2 separate regions of the Mus musculus genome follow, and region 1 is linked to region 2. Evidence: chromatin contacts called from public HiChIP or PLAC-seq data. All regions are on one chromosome and are shown on one strand. The core of a region is the stretch at or near the end of the contact, and the rest is flanking DNA. Distances in the headings are between cores, read along the strand shown. Region 1 overlaps Casq2 (calsequestrin 2). Region 2 holds the start of Atp1a1 (ATPase, Na+/K+ transporting, alpha 1 polypeptide).

Evidence for each region. HiChIP or PLAC-seq counts read pairs in DNA pulled down with a chosen protein or histone mark.
Region 1: a FOXA1 HiChIP or PLAC-seq map of pancreatic cancer cells shows a contact between it and region 2. The contact joins two enhancer-like sites.

What each region holds. Positions count from the first base shown.
Region 1 is chr3:102,139,166-102,146,283 of GRCm38.p6, reverse strand. It overlaps Casq2 (calsequestrin 2), which reads right to left. Exons shown (of 11, transcript NM_009814.4): 9 at 4,004-4,104; 10 at 2,056-2,130; 11 at 1-1,087. The coding sequence ends at 854. Among named protein-coding and RNA genes, the nearest start is that of Casq2, 56 kb to the right of the region's middle. Within about 2 kb of position 4,628, at least 21 of the 459 cell types and tissues checked have an H3K27ac peak or open chromatin away from gene starts, as enhancers often do. A contact at or near this core is called in pancreatic cancer cells, where this site is marked.
Region 2 is chr3:101,597,934-101,605,675 of GRCm38.p6, reverse strand. It overlaps Atp1a1 (ATPase, Na+/K+ transporting, alpha 1 polypeptide), which reads left to right and starts at 969. Exons shown (of 23, transcript NM_144900.2): 1 at 969-1,273. The coding sequence starts at 1,262. Within about 2 kb of position 5,230, at least 109 of the 459 cell types and tissues checked have an H3K27ac peak or open chromatin away from gene starts, as enhancers often do. A contact at or near this core is called in pancreatic cancer cells, where this site is marked.

The DNA of each region.
Region 1 (7,118 bases), core at 3,379-5,878, 540 kb before region 2:
TGAACTCTTAATGGTCGCTGCCCTGGTCAACTGTGGGAGTGCTGATGAATGGGGAGAGTTAATTGACCAGTGGATAAAGCGATTTTAACTCAGAATGGGACAGCTCACTAGCGGGGACAGAGAGGGTGCATTCAGTTCCCAGCTCACTCTGGGCAGCCAGCAGACCCATTCAGAGACCTAAACGGTCTCCATCAGAAAAATGAAAAGCCTTTTATCCTTCAGCCTCTCTTACCACTGGTGAATATATGAGGCTTGGCAATTAATGGGATGTTCATAGAGCTAGATGACCCCCACTCATCATCCTAATATTCCAGAAATGATGGCAATGCCCACACATTTCAAGGCATTTCTAATTGACATCCAAAGGCTTGGGTCTGAGTTCACAGATGCTCTGGGTTTGGCGGGAGATTGGATAATCATGTGCCCTTCCTGGACTCTGATTAGAAGGCCACTCCCTGCTTGTGAACTAATAGCAAGCTGTCAGTTCTGTCACCATCTGGATCAAAGACAGTAAGTAAACTTGAGTAGAGGTGTCAGGAGATACAGTCCCCAGACTCCCAGAATTCCATGACCCCTGATTGTCTAGCAAAGAACAAGGGCTGATTGTTCCTCAATGGTTAGAAGTAGTCAGCATGGGAATCACTCCCCTTCTGTCCCTGCAGTGTGAGCCTGCTGGGTTTGGAAAGGCATTCACTGAAATGTACCACTCCTGCCAAGAACAGACTAGAAAAAGATGCTGGAGAAAGGAAAAGAGCTGACTAGGTGTGGGCACCACTGCTTGCTGCCCCCTTGGGCTGTCTGTATGGTACATGGTGGTTGTAATGTCACTCATCAGAATCACCCAGGGCTGGAGCTATTCATCGTCATCATCGTCATCATCACTGTCTTCATTATCCTCATCAGAATTATCATTATCATCGTCGTCATCATCATCGTCATCGTTGTCATCACCATCATCATCTTCATCTTCATTGTCATCATCTTCAGTGTTGATCTTTCCAGAAAGCACATCTTCAATCCAGTCTTCCAGCTCCTCAGCTGTGGGCAGGTCGTCATCATCTGGGATCTCCATCCAGATACTGTCAGCCTGCAATGAGGAACAGAATGAGCCCATGAGCAAATGGGTGGAGGCCGAGGCAGGGCAGCATTTTCCAAGCTGTGTTGAATGGGCCTCCAAGTCTCTAATACCTAGCAGGAATACATACAGATAGACAAATGCAAATGCCAAGTTGCAGAAATGGTCTTGCACAGTATTCTGTTTCAATAACAGTAAAAGAAATCTGTATTCTACTACCCAAGAGAATACATATGTGCACACATGCACACACACAGAATTAATTATTAAGTAATTAATTTACATTCAGATTTCAAACTGGTTCACAAAAGTCAGGAAATGTATAGACTGCTAGGGTACTTTCTATGGGGCAAAAAGACATTGCTAATTGGCCCTATTCACAAAAGAATATTCCTGTACTAGCTGAGGTGGGCCCTCATTATAGCTCCTTCTTCCCACTGTTAACCTCATTGAATCTGCCCCACTTCTGTCTTGTTGCATATCAGATGTCTGGACTGAGTCAAAATTTCTTCCCACTCTGTCACATCATCCCACTAGCCCTTCTCACCCTCAGTTCATCAGTGCTCAAACTTCTGTCAGGAGGTTTCTCTTCTGTTATCAGTGTCGCCTGACTGCAGGGTGGGTGGCCGCTAGCATGGGATTCTGGGTGTCAATCTCTTATCCACCTTAGGTAATGGTTGCTCTGGGCATGAGTAGCCTGTGTAAGAAGGCCTTGTTCTTTAGTTCAGGAAGAGGACACAAGAGAATGTTCTTGGGCGGAAAGTCCTAAGTCAATGAGTCGGGTTGGGCTAGCTCCATAAGCAAGGAAATGTACTCCTAGAGAGGGTTGGGACTGGCTAGAGCCCAGTCTTGGGCCATACTGCAAGAGTTTGGAAAAGACCCAAGGGTTCCTCACTGTTGTAGACTCCTGAGTGATTTTGTGCTTGGGCTTGCATAGCTGCCAACAGGGTGTCTGACCAGCCCTCGGTAAGAATACTCACATCGGTTACATTCACCACCCCAATCTGTGGCTTGAACAGGTCAATCTTGAAAGTCTTCTCCCAGTAAGCAACAAGCTGCAGCAACAAAAAGGCCAAGTTAGACAGTGGGTGGAGGGCTCTCCCTGTGGCTAGACCCACCTGCCAGCCTTCCATAGTAGCCGGATAGGGACTGGTTAAATGCCTTTGAAAACAGCTGTGGACACTTAGGAAATTGAAGGCTGCCTCCAGCATTAGAGCTCTTTAAAGCATTGAGTAAAAGATACTATAGCATTAACTGTGACAACGTAGACCATAAATGCTTCCACAGCTCTCAGGGAGACTATCACAAAGATGGCTATTCCCAAATTTGACTCGTTCACTGATATTATGTGTGTAATGAAAGAGCCATTTCTTTCCACCTCCGCTTCAATGTTCCATTCTTAAAAGCCCTTATCTGGTGCCTCCCAGCCACATGAGATGGCTGGGAGAACTCTGATAGGCTCTAACTTGGCATAAACTGCAGACACGAGTCAAATGTCTTCAGCCCAGCAGGGCTCCATCTGGACAAATCTCTGGCTGGGGCAGGCTAACTGAGCTAAAGGGGTCCATAAAGCTAAGAAAATAGAGGTGTTCAGGGGCAGGGGTCTCCCTGGTAAACACATGGCCTAGAACAGACTGGGATGTTGGTGGGTTTGGAAATTAGAACTGTCTGGAGATTGCTTGGCAAGAACCAAGGTCGATGTAGAACTGCCCAAAAGAATGGCCGATCACTTAAAAGTTGACATGATGAAGCAGTCCAGGGAAACTGAACATACCCAGCATTAAATCAACAGATTAATCCTGTATGCTTCTGTGGCCATGGCTTTCTTATGTTGACCCAGAATTATGCCATTGGCTTCAATTACCATGGAAGTCTCTGCCTTTGGTTCACCCAATCTCAATGTGTGTAGGATTCGATGCCAGCTCTTGCTGTCCAATCAGTTTCACAAGTCATGACCTATGTATCTCACAGCCAGAGAGCAACCAAACTTGTATCATCACTAGTAGTTAACCTTACCAGAAACACTCAATAGAGCAAGCTATGACTTCACTATGAGTCACAGTAGGGTTTAACATCTGCTCAGTTTAACATCGCCCTTTCTTCGTGAGATAAGAATTATAATAGTACCTGGTTTTAGGGCTGTTGAGGGAATGAGCTATGAGGACATCGTTAAACAAATAACTGTAATCTAAGACCTATGTGTTAGTCTTCAAAGCATTTGAAAAGACCCAGGTTCTATGTCATGCAGTGCTGGGGATCCTGGCTCTTGGTGCCGCATTGAACTTGGCCAATAAGGAACTTGGCCAATAAGGAACAATAGCAGAGGATGTGGCTTCCTCCACTATCATCACTGTGTCCATGCATGGTGTGAATTCCATGTACTGTGTCCAAAATTAAGAATTAACAACGCTTTCTTGCTATTGCTCATCAACACAGGCTAGCACCATGGTGGCAAATTTCTCCTGCCTTCTAAGGAGCTGTGACAAACAAGCTAGGCATGGATTCTGTCCTCAGACTGGATTCTCCTTTGCTTCATCAGGGTCTTAATTCTGCAATTATTCCCTAATAATTTAGGTTGCTTCTAGAATCTCAGGGAGTGGTGGGTAGAGACACAAAGGGGTCATATTATTGCTTAAAGAAGGAATGTTTCTGGCCCCCCTGGCTTGGCCTCTCCAAGAGTAGTCACCTCTTGGTGTCCCAGAAGTAAGGAAAATGGTTAGTCTGGTCACTACCATAACCACACGAGGCTATAGGCTGTATTAAAAGTATATGAACACACTCCATACGCATTAGCCTCTGGGCTTCTTCAAACACATTCAACTATTTTAGTTTGTCCCTCACGCTTGAATGTTTTATGCTAAACACAAATATGGGTGGTAAAGGCCCTGATGGGTGGGGGACGGGGGGAGGTTGGCCTGGGCCACTCACCAGTGGAAAGTCATCTGGGTCAATCCACAAGATGCTCAAGTCAGGATTGTCAGTGTTGTCCCGGGCAACCTGTTTCAGGATCTCTAGGAACTCATAGCCATCTGAATAGGGTTCAAGAAAGTTGAGTCAGCCAGCATGCACACTGCTCCTCATGAGGATCTCGAGAGCACGGTTTTTCCACAGGCTTTCTTGGCCATCTGGTACATACCCTCAATTACAGAGTGAGTCTATAAAATGAGTCAGATGAAGAGCCGCAGACACAAAGGAGCTTCGACACAGAAAACAATGGCCACTTTGAACAAAGAAATCTGAAAGGTCACAGGGAAAGGCCCCATTCTAAACGAAGGGTCACCTTCATCTGTTCACCAGGAGATGAAAACTGAGTAGCTTTGGTGATCATGGCCAGTCCCAGGGCAGTGGAAGCTGTCTGCCTGTCCCCAATAATCCTGTATTTCCAAGCCTGTGCCGTTCCTGGATTTCCTACAACATCTGCTCTACAGACTAAGAGCAACCTGGAGTCCCCAACACCTTCAAATGGGGTCAGCATCCTTCCTTCTTCCCATTGCTCCAGCACAAGCTTTGGTACACACAGCTTTCCCTGCCCTCTGTCAGCAGCTCTCTCTGCCCCAGAGAGGAGAGCTGAGTCATAGGAAAAGCAGAGACAAGTCTTCCACACTTGGAGCCTAAGCCCTACAGCATACAGTTTTTTTCCATAAGCAAAATGTTTGAAAGAACATTCAGTAAGTGATACTATAAACCCTGAACACCCCCCGTCCCCCCCCCCCACACCCAACAGAGCAGAGACAAGTGGTTTGATCCTGGTAGGTCCCTGGCAGTAAATGTGTGTGTGTGTGTGTGTGTGTGTGTGTGTGTATGTGTGTTTATTTAGGTGTATATGTATGTGTATATGTGTATGTGTTTGCCTACACGTGAAGAACAAAGTCCTGTATTTATATATCTACATGAAGAATCTCTGGAAGTTCAGGGGATCCAGAAGAGAACTCATACTTTGCTAAGCAATTAAATTAAGGAAAATGGAAAAAAATCAAGGAAGCCCTTAGCAAAGGCCCCTACTACTCATGCAAGAAAGTTGTGCATGAGCCACCAACAGCCAGTGTGTCTTAGAAACATGAGCAGAGATGTGATCAAGGTGGCAAATATGACAATGTCTTGCAGGTGGGAGGAGGAGGCTGGGGTGACCTGCTTGGAACAAGGACCACAGAGCCAGCCGAACAGACTTCTCAACAGATGCCAGTATGTGCAGATGACAAAGATCCCATCCATCCATATCTGGGTACCAAGGTGTCTGGTGGGGCTAGAGGACCAATTGTCAGACCAGCTTCCACCATTCAGTAGTGCATCGTTCAAGATAGAAATTTTAAGTTCAGTTCTAAATAATGGTTACGTGCTAGCTGAGTTGTGGCCTGAGAGTCACGTCACGCCCTCTGGACAAACATAGAGCTGTGCTTTAGAATTCACATGCTTGCTGCTAAGCGGAGGGGGAAGGGGAAAACAGTCTGTATTGGCTGCATGCAGGTGTGACTGCAAAAGCCCAGACTCCCTTCTCCAACCCCAGTTGTCCTTGCTGCTGTTTGAGTTACGCTGTAACTCCTCTTCTGGCCTTGTGGTAATGTCCAAGGAGGGGGTAATATGGAACTTAATGGAGAGTATTCTGTGGATTTATGGTTTCAGATGCATAGACCAGAAGAAGGCATTCCTCCCAGACACCTGCAGCTGTGACTCCACTCCTCGGAGAAGAAAGGGACAATAACTGAGGTGACATGGCCAGTTCCCTGGAAGATGGGATGCAAATGTGAAAGGGACCTGGATAGGTTCGTAAGTCACAAAGACAGCAAGGTTCAACAACACAGATGATGTTCAAGTAGACTTGAGTTAGTGTGAGGCTGGGTCCACTGCAGAGAGCAGAGATGCCTCATGCCACGGTTACAGAGGGGCCCGGCCTGTGACCAGGCCTACAGCTGAGCACGCACCATGGCACTCCCATGTTCTGTTCAGCTCATGTGATGCTGAGATTTCTTTAAAGGAATATTACATACAAGAGTACACTGCGGCTCCAGCCTTCATCCTAGAGCAGGTTCAGACACGGAGCAAAAGGAAGCAAAATTTGGGATCTGCAAAACAGTGCATTCAAATCTGTGTTAAACAAAAGAATTCATAAGGCTTAATTTCCATGTTTAAGATTGTATATAGGGGTGTGTGTGTGTGTTGTGTGTAAAGAATGTTTTTCATGTTCTAGGGAGAGCAAGGCAAACTCAAATACTATCTATTCCCAGAACAAAATGAATACAGTTGACAGGAACGGCACAGAAACTAAATCAAGATCCAAGGACAGCCTTGGGATGCCAAGGCTAAGAAACTCTATATGCACCTGCCTGCAGCTCTAGGGATTTTCATTCACTTTTGTGCCACACTTATCCACATGGCTCTTGGGACCAAGTGACCTCAGTCCCAATCCCTTAGATTGTCACTTAAGGCAATATCTAAGATGTCACCTTTCCTTGTGAATTAATGGGTTCGTAATAATAATAGCTACTTGTCTTAAAGTTTGCTTTTACATCCACTTACCTATCTTCTGTGCATGTACATTTCTGTGGCTCACGAGGGAGAGGGTTGTACACATGCTACCTTGTCATTGTGTGTGTGGACACCAGAGGCTAACCTGCTGTCTCTCTTCTCTGCTGTTCTCTGCTTCCATAACATGGGTCCCAACGTTTGAACTTGGGTCATCAGCCTTAACAGCATGTGCCTTTGCCCACTGAGCCATCTTGCCTATCCCAGTAATAGCTACTTCATGGCAGTAAAGCCCCAAGCTGACAAAGAGCTCCAAGCTTGTAAAAAGCCCCTGCTGGAATCTCCCCCTCTTATTTCTAAGAGTAGGTCCCTCTTCCCCTCTCAAAGTCTGACCCCAGAGCTGTTAATCCTAATACGCACAAAATCTCCTTTTCTACACTACCTTCTTTGATGGACAGCCACATGCCACTCGGCCCCCCTCTTATACCGAGCTCTTCTGGAGTAGGATGCTTGTGTTTCATCTTTGCATTTGTGTGCATGGAAGATTTTACTGCCTTCACTTTCCAGAGAGCTGGAAGGAGGG
Region 2 (7,742 bases), core at 3,981-6,480:
TTTCAGAGATGGAAATCGAGTTTCTCTTCTGAATCCTAAGCTTTCCCAGACTGCTTGCTTTCCTGAGATTGGTAAGAACAACAACAAATACTTTGTTGTTTCTGATGTTAAGTTTCAGCCATCACAGCGCCTGCTTAGCCACTGAAACTAGAAGCCCCGCCCTGCAACTCTGCCAGGCCAAGAGTGGGATGCGACTGGCTGGAAGTGAGTCTGATGAGACCCTCAAGGTAACCACGGATGCTGTGGATGCTGTTCTTCAAAATGCTTGAGCCACCTCTTTTACTAAAGATGGGTGTTCTTTTGGGTTTTAGGTTTCTCTGCCATAAAAAGGAGAAACTCTCCAACAAACAGTTTAATCCCCCCTCCTCTTTTGCAAGATTTCATTCATACAGTGCTGTGAATGAATTTCTTACTGACTTTTTTTTTTTATATAGTCATTTGGGGGTCATAAGGGAAGGGAAATGTAAGTGATGCGCGCACGCGCGCGTGTGTATATGTCCTGAAGCATTTCTCTAGTGGTGGAGTGAGAGGACCCCAGGACGAAGGAATCAAAGGGAAAGCACCATCCGCCGCCGCCGAAGGATGCCGGCCTGGATTCTGCAGAGAGGAATCCCTCGGAGTCGTGCAGCTGCTGTCCAACCCCGGCCCCTCGAGACCCCAGAAAAGCTACGCTGAGCAAGTAGACTAGCCCCGACTGCGCCGCACCCACTGTGGACCTTCCGCACCCTACTCCGCAGGCTGCTCACTCAAGTCCCCAGTGTTCTGCAGGCGGGAGCGCTCCGTAGCCCTTGAGAGACCCAGACACCCGCGTCCTGGGCACCGGCGCCCTCCTGCCGGGAGCCCAGGGCAGGCAGTCGCTAGCGCGGTCTGGGCCCGGCTGGGAGGGGTTAGAGGCGGAGGCGGAGCTAGCTGGAGCCGGTGTCAGGTTGCTCCGGTAACGGTGACGTGCACGCGTGGGCGGAGCCATCACGCAGGTTGCATATTTTAGGAAGTGAGGAGGAGGCACGGGCTCGAGCTGCGGCTGGGTCTGGGGCGCGGAGCCTCGGCGGGAGGAGGCGGACACGTGGCAGCGGCGGCAGCAGCGGCGGCAGCAGCGGCGGCCTCGGTCCGGGGCGCCGGCCGTCCTCCCTCTTTCCTCCCGCGGCAGCCCTAGTTCCCGCCTCTCGGCTCCCCCGGCTCCGCTCTCCCGGCCGGGAGCTGCTCTCTTCTCTTTCTAGTCTCCAGCAACAGGACCCGGCGCGGGGCCCGCAGCGCCGCCACCATGGGGAAGGGGGTGAGTGTCTGGCGAGCCCGGGCCCCGGGCGGGGGCGCGGGAGGAAGCGGCTTAGAGACCGGGCTCTCGGCAATGGAGGGGCGGGTGCTGAGCGCGGGCAGCGGCCCGGGAGGAGGAGCACCCGGGGCGGCATCTCTGAGCCGGGCGCCTGCCCTGCCTGAGCCCTCTGGTCGCCTTCACCGCGCGCCTTGCGCTTCCTTTCTCCCTCCTCCCACCGTGCCCAGGGGAAGGAGCGCTCCTCCCCTTCCCCCGGGGAGCTCCGACAGGGCCCCCTCGCGGTGGCGGTCCTCGCCGCGGCCCGGCGCCGGCGAGGGCAGCCTCCGGGTCGAGACTCCCTTCTCCTGGAGGCGCTGGGGCTCGGCCAGCTCCCCGCAGAGGCGACCGCCCTCCCCCAAAGGAAAAAAACTGGCTTCCCCTTAGGCCGAACCAGCCCAGCGAAGCTGGTGCCAGAAAGGGTGTGACTTCACAGCCCAAAGATAGCCTTTAAGGTATACTTTTGAGAGCTTTAAAATGGGCCACTGTCCATAACAGGATGTGCCTTTGGTAACTGGTGTTATCGTCTTAACGACGGGGAGGGGTGTGTTGTTTTATGTCGGAGCACAATTCTTAAATGGGGCCAGGCTGACCCTTCAGGGCCGCAGGGTACTGTCAATCTAACAAAGGACTGGAGACTGGGCAGTTGATGGTGTTAGAAAAGCCATGCGGGTTTCCTGCACTGCTGTCTCACCCGAGAGCGGTTCCCGAAGAGAATGAGGGAATCGGGCACGAACAACACTGAGTTCCCACCTCGGTTACTGCTGTCCACCTCGGAAGAGTTAGTTCTTGACCTCAAAGTAGCAGATTAAAAACTTAAAAAAATAACCCTGAAAATATCAGTTCCTAGCTTGAAAAAGCACCAGTCATGAGAATACAGGTGGGAGAGTCCATTCCACCCTTTTCAGGGCTGACCAAGCAGACAAGCTGTAGACACTGCAGGTCCTAAGGCACCCGGGTATATACTGGATGGAGCCAGAGGGAAGCACATTCTTTGGAGACTTGAAAGAGATGATTATAAGACGTGGGCCAGGAAGAGAGAATAGAGACCCCGATAGTGCCCAGTGTGGGCTGGTCGGCGTATGCAGCATCCTAGCAAAGAACTGATTCCCTCCTGGCCTCCACTTTCCACGATGGAAACCGGATCTATGTGTCACACCATCCTACATGCCATCCAAGCCGTTCCTATAAACCATTTATTCCTTAAAGCCCCATCTTTTATCTCCTATCCCTTCGAAAAGTATCTTTGTCATTTGGAGACCTTGAGCGGCTTTTAGGAAGTTCAAAGCCTAGGAAGGTGAAGTGACTTGTTCAAGGTCAAACGGTTGTTTAGTGGCAACAGGTGCTGAACAACCTGTTGCTCTCAGCTTACACATAACATCTGCCTCTGAAGCATCATTTTGTGTGCAGAACTCTGAAGTTATCCTCCAGAAGAAATTGGGGTGTTTATAATAATAAATAATCCAGGAGGACGTTTAAGTCAGAGTTATGCCTTTAGGCCTAGGACAGAGGCACTCAAGTGCTACAATAACAGTTCAACTGAGAATTTAGTTAAGTTCAACCGAAGTGTTTAATGTACCCTAACAGGTGTCTAGTGAACTTAGTATTTGGAGTACTCTATTCTATACATTGGATATTAGGTTGCCTGTGTGCATTCATGTATGAGTGCATGTCTTTCTCTGTGGCTTACAATGGCAAACTGGTCAGAGGAATATTTCATACTGAAATGTTGGGATTTTTCCACATGAGGATTAAAATGTGGGTGGAGCGATGACTAAAACCCTCTTGATAATTGGTTAACCAAGAAGCTTAAAGGCAGCTAATTTTTAAGGTCATTGTGATCTTTCCCCCACCCCCCACCCCTTTTCTCAAGTGTCATCTAGGGTCTAGATGTGGGTGATATCTCCAAATGATTCTTCCTAGCTATCAAAACTGGGGTCTTGAACATTTGGTAAGAAAAATGAAAGTCCAGCTTGCTGAATCATTCCTGGATAAAATAGGATTTTGTTCCTTTTTTCTTATTCAGTGTTTTCTGCCAGTGACTCGGCTTATAGCCTCATAAGGCCTACCACCCACAACTGTTTAGCTCACCCAAGGTGCACATCATAATTGTTAGAAATGTAGGAGCCTTGGCTTGTTTGTTAAACGTTTATAAAAGGTGGGAGAAGGGAGCGTCTCTCTAGCCTTTCATTTCAGTCCTGGGTTTGGTTTACTATTAACTTAGATGCTGAGAAAAGAAATCCTATCTTATGGGTAGTGATTTAAAGACCAGGCAGGGAAAGAGGTGACACAAGGTACACATGTCAGCAGGAATCTTGGTTGTAGGGTAACATTATCAGCTGCCCTTTTGGAGCTAAACTCGAAAGTGTGACTAAATACCCACTGGCTGCTATAAAGCTAGTACTTTAGACTCAAAACCCTGTGAGGCAGAGTCTTCCCAATGGAAAGTGGCCCAGCCTGGACAGGAACAAGTAAGGGGCGCTGACACTGGGGCTGGTCCTGGAAGTCCAGGAAAACAGAAAATAGGCTGTGAGGTTGTTTCCACCTTGTAAGATTGAAACAGTTCCCTGCCTGGAAGGTTATCAGCACTCACACACCCCCACCCCCTATTATAAGGCTGGCCGCTGGCTGTTTGTTAATTTGTAGCGTTCTCTGCTGGCAAGTTTGTAACAATGGTGACTCACCTTGGGGTGGAAGAATAAGAAACCGGGAGGCTGCTCTTTTTAAACCCAAGATGATAGAAAACACCCCCCACCCCACCCCACCCCCCAAAAAAGCTTTATAAAGGTCTAGTAGGGTGTTTATCCAGTTGAGGACTAAAACTTAGAATCACATTTAAGAATAAAGAGCAGGCCCAGTGTTAGAGAAGAGACTTGGCACTCGCACTGATCCATCCCTGAACTCTTCAAAACCAACGCCTGAGGATTACTTAGCAACAAGTGCACGGAGAAGTGACTTCTCTTCTCCACAGACTGTTCTTTTAGGAGTACCTCAATAATGAGAGGGAACCATTAACTAAACAGCCCTGAAGGACTCTGTATGAAAAGCTAAGTTAAAGTATTGCTTCATTTGAAGACAAGCAGGTTTCTTGAAAAAGCACAGCCTGGGAGCTCTGGTTTCTGGTCTGGCCAGATGTACAGTCCTCGCCCTGAGAGCAAGTAGAGTCATCTGTGTGCTGTGTGGAGTGAGTGCCATACCAGTGTGCCGGGGCTTCCTAAGTCATCAGGGCTGGGGGACACAGATCTGCGTAAGCGCTGCTCTCCAGGCCCTTTCAAAGCTGTGTAACAGTTTTCCTTCCCCTGAGAAATATTAACGATAGGGAAATATTGAGAAGTCCTGTTAACTGCTCCTCAAAAGGAAGTATTCATTGGCATGACTGAGCACTGTATCACTGTCCAACAAGCAAATCCAATCAGCAGCATCTTAGACTTTCCGTCAACATTCACGTTTCAAGTGAAGACTTTCACCGTGATCAGTGGTCATTTTTAACTTCTTAAAAGTGTCATAGGGAAAACCGGCAGTTTCTCAGCTAAGAACACTGGTGCCTGGGGGGGGGGGGGGTGCGGAGGGGGGCTGCCAGCCAACAGACCTGAAGAAGAAATCCGAGTGTCAGATCAGATGGGCTCCCAGTAATCAGAGTGGCTGGGTTTGCATAACAAAGCACTGGGCAGACTTTCACCAGCCCTGTCTAATTCTAGATTACTCTGAGACTAGGGCTAGGGGGTACTAATGTGAAGTAAAGGGAATGTTATAATGCAACAGGCTTTAAACACTCCTTCCTTTATATGTGTATTTGGGGTGGGGACTAACAAGCAGAGTCGGGTCTGAACATTCTCACTTTGCCTTGAATTGAGAGTATGAGAGGAAGTGTGTTCTTTGGCTGGAGTCAGAGAGAGTGTTCTCTGCATATGACTCACCTCATTAGCCGTGCTGAAATCTGGTGTCGGGAATCCATAAGACATTCTTAACATGTATTTGTTGGGTGTATGGGATAGCAGATTCTGTGAATTAGAAAAGAGGAAACCACACACACACACACACACACACACACACACTTTCACCCTGATTTGGTTTCATTTGGGTCCTGAGCCAAAGGGATTTTTTTTTTTTAATCCAATAGACCTCATTCTTTAGTTGCTTTGTGATTTTACAGTGAAATGCATCTGGGCACTGTCTCTTAGCAGGTTTTACTCAAACCCCACTTAGTAACAGCAATCTCATAGTCTCTGCTGGTGATTTGAAAGGCTGATTGATGGTGGCCAGGCTTTATCTTTGGAGCCTTCGTTATTTGGGGAACTAGTCTAGTAATCACTGTAATGGTTTGTCATCCTTGGGCCCTGGTGTTTATCTTTCCAGTCTGTTGTCCTGGTGTTATTCAGAGCCTTGGGGCAGTTGGGGTGCACAACCTGTCTGTTTGCATGCTCTCTGTCTCACTTCCATGGCACCAAGCTGTGTTTCTGTAGGCTTTCAGCACCTTTGCCCTCTTCAACTCAGCAGTCCGTTTGCTTCCTAGGCTCCAAACCACCTATCAAAGAGTGATCAGGACTTCCTGGAAACTGGCAGCCCCTCTGTAGTGCTGTTCCAGTTTTTAAGCTTTTCTCTCTCAAACCAGAATAATGAGGGAAAAAGGGGGGTTATAGGGGAGGGCAGGTGGAGGATGTTAAGGCATGAGCAGACGTTTTGATTCATTCAGGTCTCTTGGAGAGATCAAATGTCCCATGGCGCTGGTGCTTTTTAGTAAGTAGAAGAAAAAAAAATACATTTTAAGAGGAAGAAAATTTAAAATATAGGAATTCTTCACATTACTCTTACCATTTTTATTTTTTTCAAATGGTCACGGTACATTCCATGGCCACAAGGGTGGACTAGCAGGGTTGTTTAAGAATTCACCAGGGAGGCAGGTTAGATGATGTTCCCATGGGATGAGGGAACCCAGTGGCTGATCACGGCCCTGTGACTGATGGATGCAGCCCAAGTTTAGGGACTGAACTGGGTTCACAAAGGACCCAGTGCTCTGGCTTCGTAGGAGTACATTTCCAGCATGCATGTCTTCAGGAGTGAGAGGAGGGACCTGTGGCACCGTACGTGGTTGGGGTGCCCCTTGGTTACCTCCTCTGCAGAGAATTGCTATTCCAAAAGTATCACTGTGGGCTGGAGAACAGCTAAAGGCCTCTCACTGTTTACCCATTGTCTTCCATTTGCCAATTCCCACCTAGCACAGGCTTGGTACATCCCTTAGGTCCCCAGCTAGAAAGATGAACCTACAGGAAGCCATTTAGGCCGAGCATCAGTTGGAAATGTAGCAAAGTAGGCCAGAGTGATACTTTCTTTAACATGTTTCTGAAAGTTACCTCTATAGGAATCAAGGAATGGCAGTAATGTGTGTAGTGACTGGGTTATCACAGTGACCTTTGTATAGTGCTGTGTGTGACCTTTTCAGACAGAGCTGAGTTTGAGGTTTTGATATGAGAACCAGGAAAATTGGGGAATACTCCCCCACTCTTTACTAACAGTTGGCCAAAACTAGGCAGAGCCTTCTGTAGCTGAATCAGGCTGTGTCTGACTTCCCTGCCAAATTGGAGTTTGCCAAATTGAGTTTGAAGGTGCCGTCTCCACAGCCCTCTTGGCCAGCTGTGAATCAGCAACATTTGGAGCAGTTACTTTGCCATATTGGTAGCCTCTCTTGCTAGTCAAAAGCTTTTGTTCTCAGTTCTGGAAACAATGTGGGGGTTGTTTTGTTTTGTTAGGTGTTCTGTTTTCAGATTGTACTAACCAAACTATCAGACTGTGTTAGGTAAGTTAATAGTTGTGACAAAGCTGGTGTCTAAGGCTGACTGTTCAAGGTCATGTAGCTGGCAAGTGGCGGTGCTAGGGTAATGACATGGGCCAGAATTGAAAGCACCATCCACTGACCTCGCTAATGGGAGTGGGCATCTTAGACTTCCAAGTACCCTTTGGGCAAATCAGAGGGGATTTCAGAAGTCTGTAAGGGCCTCCTGAGTTCTCTGGCTGTAGAACCAGAGGTGTTGCTGGTGAGTGGAAGCCTTAGAAGGCACCCCTAGATGCTAGTGCACAAAGCAGAGGCGGTGCTGGTGGCTGTGTAGGCATCAAGTTGCAGTCTACTGGGGAGGAAGGTCCTTATTTAAATCTCACTGCAGAGTGTGTGTGTGTGTGTGTGTGTGTGTGTGTGTGTGTGTGTGACTGTGAAAGGGTGTGTGACTATGTATGAGTGTATTTGTGTAAAAGTGTGAGAGACTGTGTGTGTGGATGTGACAGTGTGTTTGTGAGTGTGTGTATGAGAGTGTATATGTGTGAGAAAGGTGTGAGAGTATGTGAGTTGTGTGTGTGAACTATGTGGGTGTATGATCCTCATGTTATTGTAATTATTGGTAAATTTGCAGCTGTCTTCTACCTTCCCCAAGCACATTTCCTCCTG